2 separate regions of the Hordeum vulgare genome follow, and region 1 is linked to region 2. Evidence: chromatin contacts called from public Hi-C data. All regions are on one chromosome and are shown on one strand. The core of a region is the stretch at or near the end of the contact, and the rest is flanking DNA. Distances in the headings are between cores, read along the strand shown. Region 1 holds the start of LOC123443173 (peptide-N4-(N-acetyl-beta-glucosaminyl)asparagine amidase A-like). Region 2 holds the start of LOC123443170 (SCAR-like protein 2).

Evidence for each region. A called contact is a pair of places that touch in the nucleus more often than the background predicts.
Region 1: a contact with region 2 is called in a Hi-C map of seedling, with 5 times the contacts expected there. The contact joins the promoter of LOC123443173 here to the promoter of LOC123443170 in region 2. A contact is called at or near these places in 2 of 6 Hi-C or Micro-C datasets (leaf and seedling).

The regions. Positions count from the first base shown.
Region 1 is chr3H:115,828,473-115,834,326 of MorexV3_pseudomolecules_assembly, forward strand. LOC123443173 (peptide-N4-(N-acetyl-beta-glucosaminyl)asparagine amidase A-like) reads left to right here and starts at 4,029. Exons shown (of 1, transcript XM_045119466.1): 1 at 4,029-5,854. The coding sequence starts at 4,044. The coding sequence ends at 5,813.
Region 2 is chr3H:115,192,573-115,198,391 of MorexV3_pseudomolecules_assembly, forward strand. It overlaps LOC123443170 (SCAR-like protein 2), which reads right to left and starts at 3,031. Exons shown (of 10, transcript XM_045119463.1): 1 at 2,752-3,031; 2 at 482-645; 3 at 1-83. The coding sequence starts at 2,945.

The DNA of each region.
Region 1 (5,854 bases), core at 2,779-5,278, 640 kb after region 2:
TTTGCCCTTGATAGGTTTTCTATGTTACCGGTCTCACGATGGTAGTTGGGAGACTCGGTTATAGGATAGACTCCTATCAAGGGGGTTGTCAAGTGAGTAGCTTGATCGTATTGTTCGTTGAGAGCTCAAACCATTGGCATCCTTGCATCAACTTTCTTGGTTCTTGTTTGGTGGCTCTCTTTGTGAGTTGTAGAGCTTATGGTCATCTTCATGACAAGCTCGAGTTCATAAAAAACGGAGTCCATACGCATCTTCTATGATGTTTTCAATGTTGGAGTTTTTGTAGGTTCTTCATTCATAGAGGTTTCACATCTCTATATCATTGCGTTTTCACAACTGCATGTTCTTAGGATAGTACTTGTTGTGTGCTATCCAACAAGTTTGAATTTGCTCAATTCCGAGCTCGTATGTGAAAGTTATGGTAGTTCTCGGCAGGTTTTCTCTCTCAATTGGAAGTACCGCTGGGGCAAAGCGGTAGTACCGCTATGGTGTTACTGCCGTCCTCCCCTTCCGGCTCTCTTCCCCTTATAATTGCTCTCTCGCTTTATCGGTCCATTTTTCCACTTTGAGCGGAAGTACCGCTTGGGGGAGCGGTAGTATCGCTTGGGGGAGCAGTAGTACCGCTCCAGCGGTACTGTCGCCCTCCCTTTCGTCCCTACTCCCGCTTGTTTTTTCTCTCTCGCTTCCAATGATTCGTTGCCCTTTTGAAGCGAAAGTACCATTTGGGTTGGAGCGGTAGTACCACTCAGCCCAGCGATAGTACCGCTTGTGCACGAAAGGTGCACATAACGGTTGGACTTGGGGAGCACTATAAAAGGAGGTCTTCTTCCCCATTGCTCCCAACTCTAGAGCTCGTATTCTTCCCCCATTGTTAACCTTTTTCGAGCTTGCTAATTCTCAGTCACTCCAATGATTCTTGCTAGTTCTTGAGGGCAAAGAGAGAGGAGATCTAGATCGACATTTCCACCAATCACTTTCTCCTCTTTGTTGTGAAAACAGTGCGGGTGCTACGTGGAAGTGAATTCTCCACGGTGATACGTGGAAGTGAAATTTGAGAATCTTATTACTCTTGGCTGTTTGAGAACCCTAGTGCTTGTTCCTCTTGGGTGCCTTGGCGCCCTAGACGGTTGGTGGTGCCTCGGAATTCAATCATTATGGTGTAAAGCTTCGGGCAAGCATCGGGGTCTCCAATTAGGTTGTGGAGATTGCCCCAAGAATTTGAGGTTAGCTCAAAGCGATATTCCATTGTGGTGAAGCTTCGTGGTGTTGTTGGGAGCCTCCAATTAAGTTGTGGAGATTGCCCCAACCTTGTTTGTATGGGTTCAGTGACCACCCTCAAAGGTCCCTTAGTGGAATCACAACATCTTGCATTGTGCAAGGGCGTGAGGAGATTACGGTGGTCTTAGCGGCTTCTTTGGGAGCATTGTGCCTCCACACCGCTTCAAACGGAAATTAGCATCCACAAGGGTGTGAACTTCGGATACATCGTCATCTCCGTGCGCCTCGTTATCTCTTACCCATGCCCTTTACTTATGCACTTTACTTTGTGATAGCCATTTTGTTTCTTGTTATATATATTGCTATCACTTAGTTGTTTATCTTGCTTAGCATAGCCTAGTTATTTTAGGGTTTGTGCTTGACAAATTAAATGTTATTTTTATTCCGCATTTGTTCAAGCCTAAACCGTAATTATTTTAAAACGCATATTCACCCCCCTAGGCGACATCCACGTCCTTTCAAGCTTCCTCTCTGTGTCGTAGTACGCCTTCTCCCCCACTTTATCATAGCAACGACCATCGTGCGGGCACGCATGTGCTCCCTATCTGTCGTGTGCACCCGAACGAGCTGTGGCGAAGAATACTCTGAGAAGAGCAGCAGCTCCACGTTTACGTCGAAGATGTAAGTTACCTACTCGGCGGCAGTTGTTGTGGACTACCGATCGAGATGCATGGCGATATAGTAGTACGGAGCATTGTAATGCTCTGACCATGGCGACATGTGGACGGTGGGTGACAGCATCAGGGCTCCGCGAACCTAATCACGACTTCCACCACGTCTGTGACTAGCACGCCCACCACTAACGACGCCATTAGCACGCCCTCCATCGTCTTTCCGCTTCCTAAGTGTTTCTTCCTTTGTGGCCTTCATTTATGACGCAACTGTTTTGCCGCGTCGCTGAGTTGATCTTCCACGGGAGGGTGATGCTCAGATCCTCCGCCATCTCCACCAACTTCATCTCTCACAAATACTAGTCCGATTCCATGCATCGAGAGTGGGAGCGAAGAAGAAAGTGAGAGAAAAGGACATGAATTGGGTGGAGAGCGACGGGATGGAAGAAGAGAGTGGGAGGGTTTTGATATGAAAATAGTGCAGGTGCTACAGAAGCACAAGCTTCACCTTGCTTTTGGGTGGGCCATGGGTGTAAATGTACGATGTGTATCATGTTCGGACTCCCGCAAAGCCCCACATGTTTGATTCCGGTTTGCGGGGAAACATGGTCCGGACCGCTCCCGGTAGAGGACCGCGTTGGATTGCCTCCGGGATCCCAACCATACGGTGTGCATGTATATAGGCGAAGAAATGCCCTTATGCTTATGGTATGTACCAATGGGGAAAAGTTCAATTTTCATTTCTTTTATTTGATGCAAAGTTTTGATTACAAAACTTCCCTTGCAACGAAGATTTTCTCATGCTTTCTTGGAACCGAGAACTTTCTTGGTGCAAAACGAGACAACGATCCTCCTCCTCAAGTTCGTTTGCTAGAGTGGATTAGATGAAGTTTCAATGTAGATTCCTACCAGCTCCTCACGCCTCCGTAGATCGGGTTCCTTGTTGTGCATACTCGATGGTGAGATTTGATGTTAGGTTTTTCGGATCAATTCAAGGGTTCAACAACGGCGGTTGTAGCTTCTGGGTGTTGGTCCTTATAGGCATGTGCGCGACAACTTCCCCGTTGTCATTGGTAAGGTTAGACCGACTTTGATACATGAATAGTTCGTCGGCGGTTTGTTCTAACGGCAACAATGGTCATCAATAGTCTAGGGATCTTGATGCAATTCTTATTGTGTTTGGGATGCTTATATTTTGATTGGACCTTTATAGAGTCATTTTCGTAGAAAATAAAACTGCACATTGGTTCACCTACATTTGTGTCTGTAATTAGAGATCCCTGACAGTGTTCATAACTACGAAAACAATCCCCTGGTCCTTGCTGCCGGCAGTTGAGACAGTTTTCGGTTTTAAGACAATAATAACATCCAACTTACTCATCAACGAATGAATAACTCAGCAATCCCCTGGTCTCTCATGAACGCTGGAAGAGGGACAACAATTCACAAGAGACCGCTCTAGCATGGGCAGGCTAGCATAGAATCTAAATCCAAATACACACGTACCACGACCATCAAATTTATGAGCACATACGGGTGGCAGTACCAGCTACCAGTAGCGTCCTGCTCCTATGTGGGAGTTGATGGCGATGTGCGTCTGGATTCCACCTACATTTGTTTGTGATTAGGTGCGGCCGACAGTGCTGATAACCACGAAAACCATTGCGCGTGGTCCTTCCCGCAGCATGGAGCCGAGGCCGTTTTTTTCCAATAAACTAACACGCAACCGCAACTTATTCATGCACCACAAGTTATCTGTGGAGATCTTTGTTTCTTTTCTTTTTCTTAGAGATAGAGAATGATTATCTGCGTGCTCCATTGTTGCTGACTCATTGTTCTGTTCTAGTGGAACTTGGAGCTGGAGGCTATATGCTTCCAGCTGTTTTTGGCACCTCCGTGTAGTGTGATCGTCGCTCCCTGTATTTTTCCGGGTTATTATTGTACTGACTAGTGGACAACTCGAGCCATCCCAAAAGTCCCATAATTCCACCTACCTACTCGCCACTTTGGTTTGCCGTTATACGGCACTCACAAAGCTGAATATTCCCAGAATACAAAGTACATTTGTTTATACGACGAGATAGATATTGTTGTACGGTTTTCTTTACTTATTGTACTATATAATACTCGTATTTCTCAGCTATCTGATGGAGTATGTTCCCCTTAAATTCTCAGCCTTCACGCGGACACAACCGTGCACGCACCATGCCTACCTCCTCTGCTCCCCGCCTCCTCTTCCTCTGCTTCTTCACTCTGCTCGCCCACTCCCACTTCTCCGTTGCCAGGCCGCACCGCCTCGGCCTCTCGGCCGAGGACGTCGCCACGGTCGAGGCGGCGCTGCCGGCTCGCCACCTCGCCAAGGCCAAGACCACCTTCTTCGAGGTCAACCGGCCGCTGCACCCGCCGCGGGGGAGCTCGGGGCCCTGCTCCACGCTCCTCCTCTCCCAGTCCTTCGCGCTCACCCTCAACAAGCCGCCGGTCACCGCCGCCTACTCGCCGCCGTCCTGCCTGAGCGGCGCGGGGGACGTCTCGCTCGCTGTCCTCGAGTGGCGCGCCGACTGCCACGGCGTCCAGTACGACCGCATCTTCGGCGTCTGGCTCGGCGGGGCGGAGCTCCTGCGCGGCAGCACCGCCGAGCCGCGCCCGGGCGGCGTCACGTGGTCCGTGCACAAGGACGTCACCAAGTACGCGTCCCTCCTCGCGGCCGGCAACTCCACGCTCGCCGTGTACCTCGGCAACCTCATCGACGACACCTACAACGGCGTCTACTACGCGAACCTCACGCTTCACCTCTACTTCCGGCGCAAGGCCCAGCTGACGGCGGCAGCGTCGACGCCCGCCGACCTGATCGTCCCCGTCTCAAGGAGCCTGCCTCTCGACGATGGGCTCTGGTTCGTGGTCCAGAACAAGACTGACATCGAGTCCACGCGCGTCGCCGTGCCGGCCAACGCTTACCGCGCGGTGCTCGAGGTCTACGTCTCGTCCCACTACTCCGACGAGTTCTGGTACATGAACACACCGGACCAGAACGGGCCATTCCGCGAGGTCACTGTCTTGCTCGACGGCGACGTCGTGGGTGCCGTGTGGCCGTTCCCGGTCATCTACACCGGCGGCATCAACCCCCTCATCTGGCGCCCCATCACCAGCATTGGCTCGTTCAACCTGCCCACCTACGACATCGAGCTCACGCCGTTCTTGGGGAAGCTGCTGGACAGCAAGGAGCACGAGGTCGGGTTCGCGGTGACCAACGCGCAGAACTCGTGGTACGTGAACGGCAACCTCCACCTCTGGCTCGACCCCAAGGGCTCCACGACCACCGGCGGCCTCATCTCCTACGACGCGCCCAAGCTGTCGGGGAGCATCACCTCGCACTCCGTGGACGGCATCGACGGGGAGTACCGCGCGACGGCGAGCCGCAACATCTCGGCCACGGGGTGGGTAAGCTCGTCGCGCGGCAACATCACCACCACGTTCGCCCAGCGTCTCAGCTTCGCGAACTCGAACGTGGTGAGCAACAAGGGCGGCGCGCAGGTGATCAACCAGACCACCGACGCTCACACCGACGTCGGCGGCGGCGCGTACGCGCAGCAGGTGCACCAGAGCTTCCCGCTCTACATCTTCCAGGGCGGCAACGGCAGCGGCACCTCGTCGCAGCGGCTGATGCGGCGCGTGGAGATCGGGTTCGTGGAGTCCCGCGCGGGCGGCGGCGGGGCGGTGACGAGCACGCTGCGCAACGAGCAGGTGGCGGAGGCGGAGGTGGTGCTCCGGGACGACCAGGTGGCCGGCGCGTCGTGGCGGATGCACCAGGTGTACAACTACGGCGCCAGCAACGGCGGCTGCTACTTGAGGAACGTAACCAGCGTCGGCTACGACGTGCTTTTCGACAATAATGTGGCGTCGTGCGCCGGGACGCGCCGACGTTGACGCCTGTCGGCCGGCGCTCGCTAACGTGGCGCGCTCGAGTA
Region 2 (5,819 bases), core at 1,781-4,280:
ATAGGAATCCATCATAAACCGAGGCAGATCACTGGATAGGAGATGATTTTGCTCATTTTGAAGTTGTGTGTGCCAGTCAGAACCTGCATTAAATTAGCAAATTAAGTAAAGCTGCATGATGATCCTAAACCAAATTGTTGGTTATGATCAAGAGACAGTTGATTATGAGACTGTTAGAAATAAGCCGTTTTCTAACATCTTGGCCCGGTAATGGTAAAGCAAAAGCTAGATTCATTATTCATTCCCGCCAGCCAGGACTGCTCTAACATTATGGATAGATTAACTTATTAACCAAAAGGTTTGTACTGATTAGTTGATAAAGTCAACATCAGCCAACTTCAACTACTACCAATACACTCCGACAAATTAGTGTGAGCTAAATATGGGCAAAATGATTATTGATGACTAAAATGTGCGCAAGAATCCTCAGCTCGTTATTTTTTTCTACATGTGAACACATGCATAATCATTGATGAACTACCTGGTACATAAGCAAAATGTATATGGCTCTTCTGATTCTTCACAGCTTTTTCAAGAGATGGAAGTGCTGCTTCAATGTTCTGTACTCGAGTCAACACCTTACGCCCCCTAGACGATGTAGTTATAACTTGCTCGTGTAGGTCATGAAAAATATCTGCCGCAAATCTGGTATGACCAAAAAATATCTCAGGCTTAGTACACTAAACGTTAACAAATTAAGATGAATATGAGAGGATTTATAGTATTCCTGAAGCCAACTCAAAGCCAGCAGATCAATTCTACCTGACACTGTCATAAGCATATGGCATTAAATTTTGGGGAGAAATAGGCAATGCAATGACAAATAATAAAACGGTAAAATCATAAATAAATAAAGGGCAGTACTCTGCGTCGGCGCGCCGGCCCAATGTTTCGGCCGGTCAGCCCGGATCAGTCCGATTTGCACGCGTGTAGCCGTCAGATCTCCCCCCTCCTCTTCCGCATCCCATCTTCAACCTCCCACACGGAAGAAAGAGAGAAAAAGGAGGGTGCCGCCCCCGCACACGCTGCACCCCACGCCTCGCCTCCTCATCTTCTCTCACCGCCAGTCATCACTGGTCGCAGCCCCCTCGCCGTCGGTCGCGGCCCTCGCCATCGATCCCAGCTCCGCCATGATGCATGTAGCAAAATACCTCTCCGGTTGTAGCAAATCCGAGGGACGGTTGCAACAAAAAAAAGCCATCACCGTAGTAGGCCGCAGCTCCGCCATGACAGATGTAGCAAAATCCGTTGCCAGTAGTAACAAAATTAGACGACGGCTGCAGCTTTTCGATCAGCTGGTTGCAGCTTTCAGGGTGGAGGTTCGCCTCGTCGGAGTGGAGTTAAATGGATGGACGGAGCCCCTGGTTGAAGCTTTCTCTATTGCCGGTTGAAACATCTTTCATATACCGTTGAAGCTTTTTCTGTCAACAGTTGCAACAAACGCGAGCATGGTTCCGCCGTCACGGGTCGCAGCTCAGCCGTGATGGATGTAGCAAAATCGCAATGCCATGTGCGATGTAGCAAAATGCGACGCCGGTGATAGCAAAATGCGGTGCCGGTTGTACCAAATTTCGATGCCGGTTGAAGCATGTAGTAAATTACGCCTTCGGCCATGGATGCAACTTCGCCGGCCATGCCCGTTGCAGCTCCAGTCACCATGGAGCAGTTCAAAGAGGGGAAATCGAGGGGAGGACACTGGTTCGATGCTAGGCTTCGAGGGTGCTCGCCGGAGAAGAAGACGGGGGCTCGTTGGAGGAGATCGCCGGGGTAGGATTTCCCATGGCAACCAGGAGGTTGGGAAAAAAGAAGGAGGAGGATGCGGGGATGAGGAAAGAGATAACGTGATGGGCCCTCCCGATTTGATTTGCTATAGCCGCGAGCGAGTGGACGAGACCGGCCGAAGCGTTCGTGGAAACGTTTACCATAAATAAAAGACTTCCCAAGAGTGGTGACATTTTTGATCACACAACCAGTAGAAATTGCTAGAAGCCATGGAAACAGTCGCACAAGAATTAGCAAACACTCCTTTATTCCCACATATTCAACGAATTCAACCAGTCACCCACTAAGCCGTCTAGAACAGGAACTTTTCAGAATCACGATCTATATAATATAGCTAGTGTGATAAAATAAATCCATCCTAACATGGGATCTTACCCAAACATGGCATACCTAGAGTACACCGATAGTTCCTACCAATTCAGCAAAGCATACCTCCAAAAACCTAGCAAACGCGGTAAAAACCCACTTGATTGTATAGTTTAGCTCGTATAACGCTCTGAAGACACAATTTGGTTCTACCCGACTCAATCCTAATGCTCTCTCGGAAATGAGCTCGAAAGCCACCAGTGCCCAAAACGAAATACTATCCAGTTCCAGCCACGCAGCACTGCTGCTTTGTCCATAATCGGCGAGCGGAAACCCTGCCATAATTCCTATAGTTCCTAGAACCCCGCACTCAATCTCGCGTTATCAAATGCAACCACCTCAACACCAGATCCCACTACCTTCCAATCACCCCCAATCTCAAGCACAAACACCTCAACTCCAGTAAACCAGCGACCAAACACTTCCCCAACCGTAGTTGCCCGCCAAAATCACCACACACGGAGAGCAGCAGATCTCACACTGGAAGGCTGGAAAAAAAGCACACACACACACACACAACTCGCCGAATCGAATCACGCAGGAAAAACTGAAATCAGACCGCGAGGCAGGGAGCGACGGAGATGAGGGGAGGGGGCGGCTTACTCGGCGAGATCTCCGAGCTGGCGCAGGATCCCGACGAGGCCCGCGACGGCGACGCCCTCGAGCAGCGCCTTGGGCTCGGCCTCCCCTGCGGCGGCGGCGCCGGCGCCGCCTCGCTTCCCTGCCCCCGCGGCGCCGTACAGCCCGGGGTCGCCCAGCCCGACCTCATTCCGCACCTCGAACCTGACCAGCGGCATCTCCGCTCCACCAACCACCGAGCGCGCGAGAGCGGGCTCCTCCTCACCGCCGAGCAGCGGCCATCGTGACGCCTGGCGGTCGCTATAAATGCGACGCCGCAACGGCTACTTTCCCAGTGGGAGCAGGTGCGCCGACTTTGGGGCGTCACAGGTTGCCGCCTCCGCACGGAAGGGGGCGGCCGAGGCGAGTGGCGGGGAGGGGGGGAGGAGTGGAGGCGACGCCGAGGCGCGTGGCGGGGACGGGGACGGGGAGGGGAGGGGAGGAGCGTCGGTCTCCGACAGGGTGCGGGGCGAAAGGGACGGTGGGAAAGGGAAGCGCACGCAGCGCTGCGGGCACGAGGGGGGTGGGCAAGTGGCGCGGCCTGGCGACTGGTGAGTGGTGTGCGCCGCGTGATTATGCTTCAGCTCTCGGGCTCGGCTTGGATTTGGATGCTCGATACCCGGTGCCGCCGCTATGTTGTGGTGGGAGGCTGCTGTGCTGTGCTGTGCTGTGCTGTGCTGGGTCGCGCGGGGGCCGGGGGTGCTTTGCCATTTCCGGCCGTGCTTGGCCCTTCTTGGTTTTCACTTCCTCGGGGTGTCTTTTCGTTTTTGTGCCGGGGGTTGGAACATGCCTTCTGTGCTTTGCGTTGCGGTGTGGTCACGTCAACTGCGCGTAAAAAATGCATGCATGTGTGTGCGCTCTTTCTGGTCTATCTTTTCCTCTAGCACAAGGATTTATATGGTATACGTCTGTGTGCATATTTCTTTTTCTCGAAACAGTGGCATCTTTTTTGACTCGTCCCCTAATTAGGACATTATTAAAGAGAATTATACGGTTAATTATGAACGTAAATCGGTACAATCCGCTGAGCGATACACACACCTCTCGAAAGGGAGCCTCGTCGAGGTAGTAAACAAGTTTCATCGTCACCACTTCTGTCTAAGCAACGCCATCGTCATCCCTAAAGCAACTCTGACTTTGTGTAGAACGTCCCCCCACGTCGTAGAGGTCGTACGAGATCACATGAAGATCCGTGTCAGAACTCAGTCGTCAACGATGAGGAAAGTTGGCTCGCGAAAAATCACCAAACATACCACTTGCTATCTGTCATCGTCATCATCGAAGCCACATCGTCGCAACTTCGACTCCATAACAACAAAGAAACATAGGCAAATCCCGAAGACATGCCTAATAAGAGGCAACTACATCAACCATCGGTGTGTCCGTGCCATCGCTCACCGCGACATCTTCGTGACAGAAACCTCAACACCGATATCGTCGCCTTTCACGGGCCCTGCTTGTCTGCCAGCTCCAAAGAAGAATACCTCTAGAGGGGATACAACGCCAATGCACTATCATATCTAGGGTTTCCCTAAAGCTGCAGCGACATATTGATCCATGTCGATGGGGCGACAACAATTCATCAATGCCCTCAAGAAGGTCAATGTTGCTCGTGGTCATTGTCATCATCGGTCGTAGACCCAAGGACGGGACAAGCTCTTCACCCAAGCTCCAAACACTCGCTCAATTTCACATCAAAACCACCGACGCTAGCAAGCCCACCAACCACCACCGACGACGATGACAACGATGACTTCTATGCATGCTTTCTACTAAACCATTAAAAAGTATAGTAGATATTCTAAAATTTTGCATCGATAGGATGTACATGTATGTTTTTGTTTCTGGAAATTGTTTTCCTTTCGAAAGAAAACTGAACTGGTAGATCTGTATTTTTATGTGTTATTTATAACTAGAGGAAAATAAAGGTGCGGTATGTACTAGTACATAGCGGATACTCAAGATGGTCTATCTATTCTGCCTTTGTGATGTTGTTGAGTTATAATTAGGGTAGACCTAATTATTTAACGAACTGTCTATAAGATATGGATGCGAAAGTATAATACAGCCTTTTGTAAGTACTTGAGTCTTCACACCAGTAATGATGGTGGTAGAGTGGGTGATGGTGGCGCAGTGGTGCTCTATCATCGTGTCCCCAATTGAGAGCACATGGCATTTAATTTCATGACAATGGATAAACTGCCATGACTATGCTCTCCTGCCAGCTGCAGCTGGATACAACTGCTTATATGATGACACATTTCCATAAACAAACCATTCTTAACACCGACATCACAACTAGACACACATTCCAAACCTTGCAAAAACATCTGTCATGTATCATTTGATGTCCATATCTAATATATTTTTTACAGTTTAAACGGAATGACATGCATGAATTAAAAGTCATATGTACCATTTTAGGATTAAAGCACCAGTAGCATATGGTATTGTAACTGTACCTCTATTGCTTGACCTGAATCATCAGGCCTGCTACACTTGGGATCATGGTGAAACTTGGAAACGAAATGGGCCATCTATGCATTACTAATCGATTTATGGACCATCACTTCAATATGGTTGTTGGGTGGCACAGCCATATAAGGAGCTGGAGGGTTGCTTTATCCAGCGGCTCCCCCCTTTTAATCGCTGGTTCACATAGTAAAAGACCTATAGCGTGATCATGACCCAACCTTTTCTCCTCGCATCATTTCCCGGGTGGGGACATCACAGAATCAAGAGAGAATCGTGCATCGTGATGTCAGTGACCGAGGATTGGGACGGGCGGCGCCTCGTGTAGTACTAGGAAGGAAGAAGCGGCAGCGGGTGCAAACATTTCTTGCTCGTGGGGCCGCGGGGGTAATAGATGTGACGTGGGGCGCTGGTGATTTTGCAGATCGCCGTGCGGCATTTGATCTGCGTAGCGTGATGCTCAAGGGTGGGTTTTTATTGGTTTTACTGTTTCTCTGGTCCTTGGCGTGTCCTCCTTTTCTATTGCTTGTTTGTGTATGAGTGTGGAAGGATTCAGTAAGTTGTCGGCACGTACATGTCTA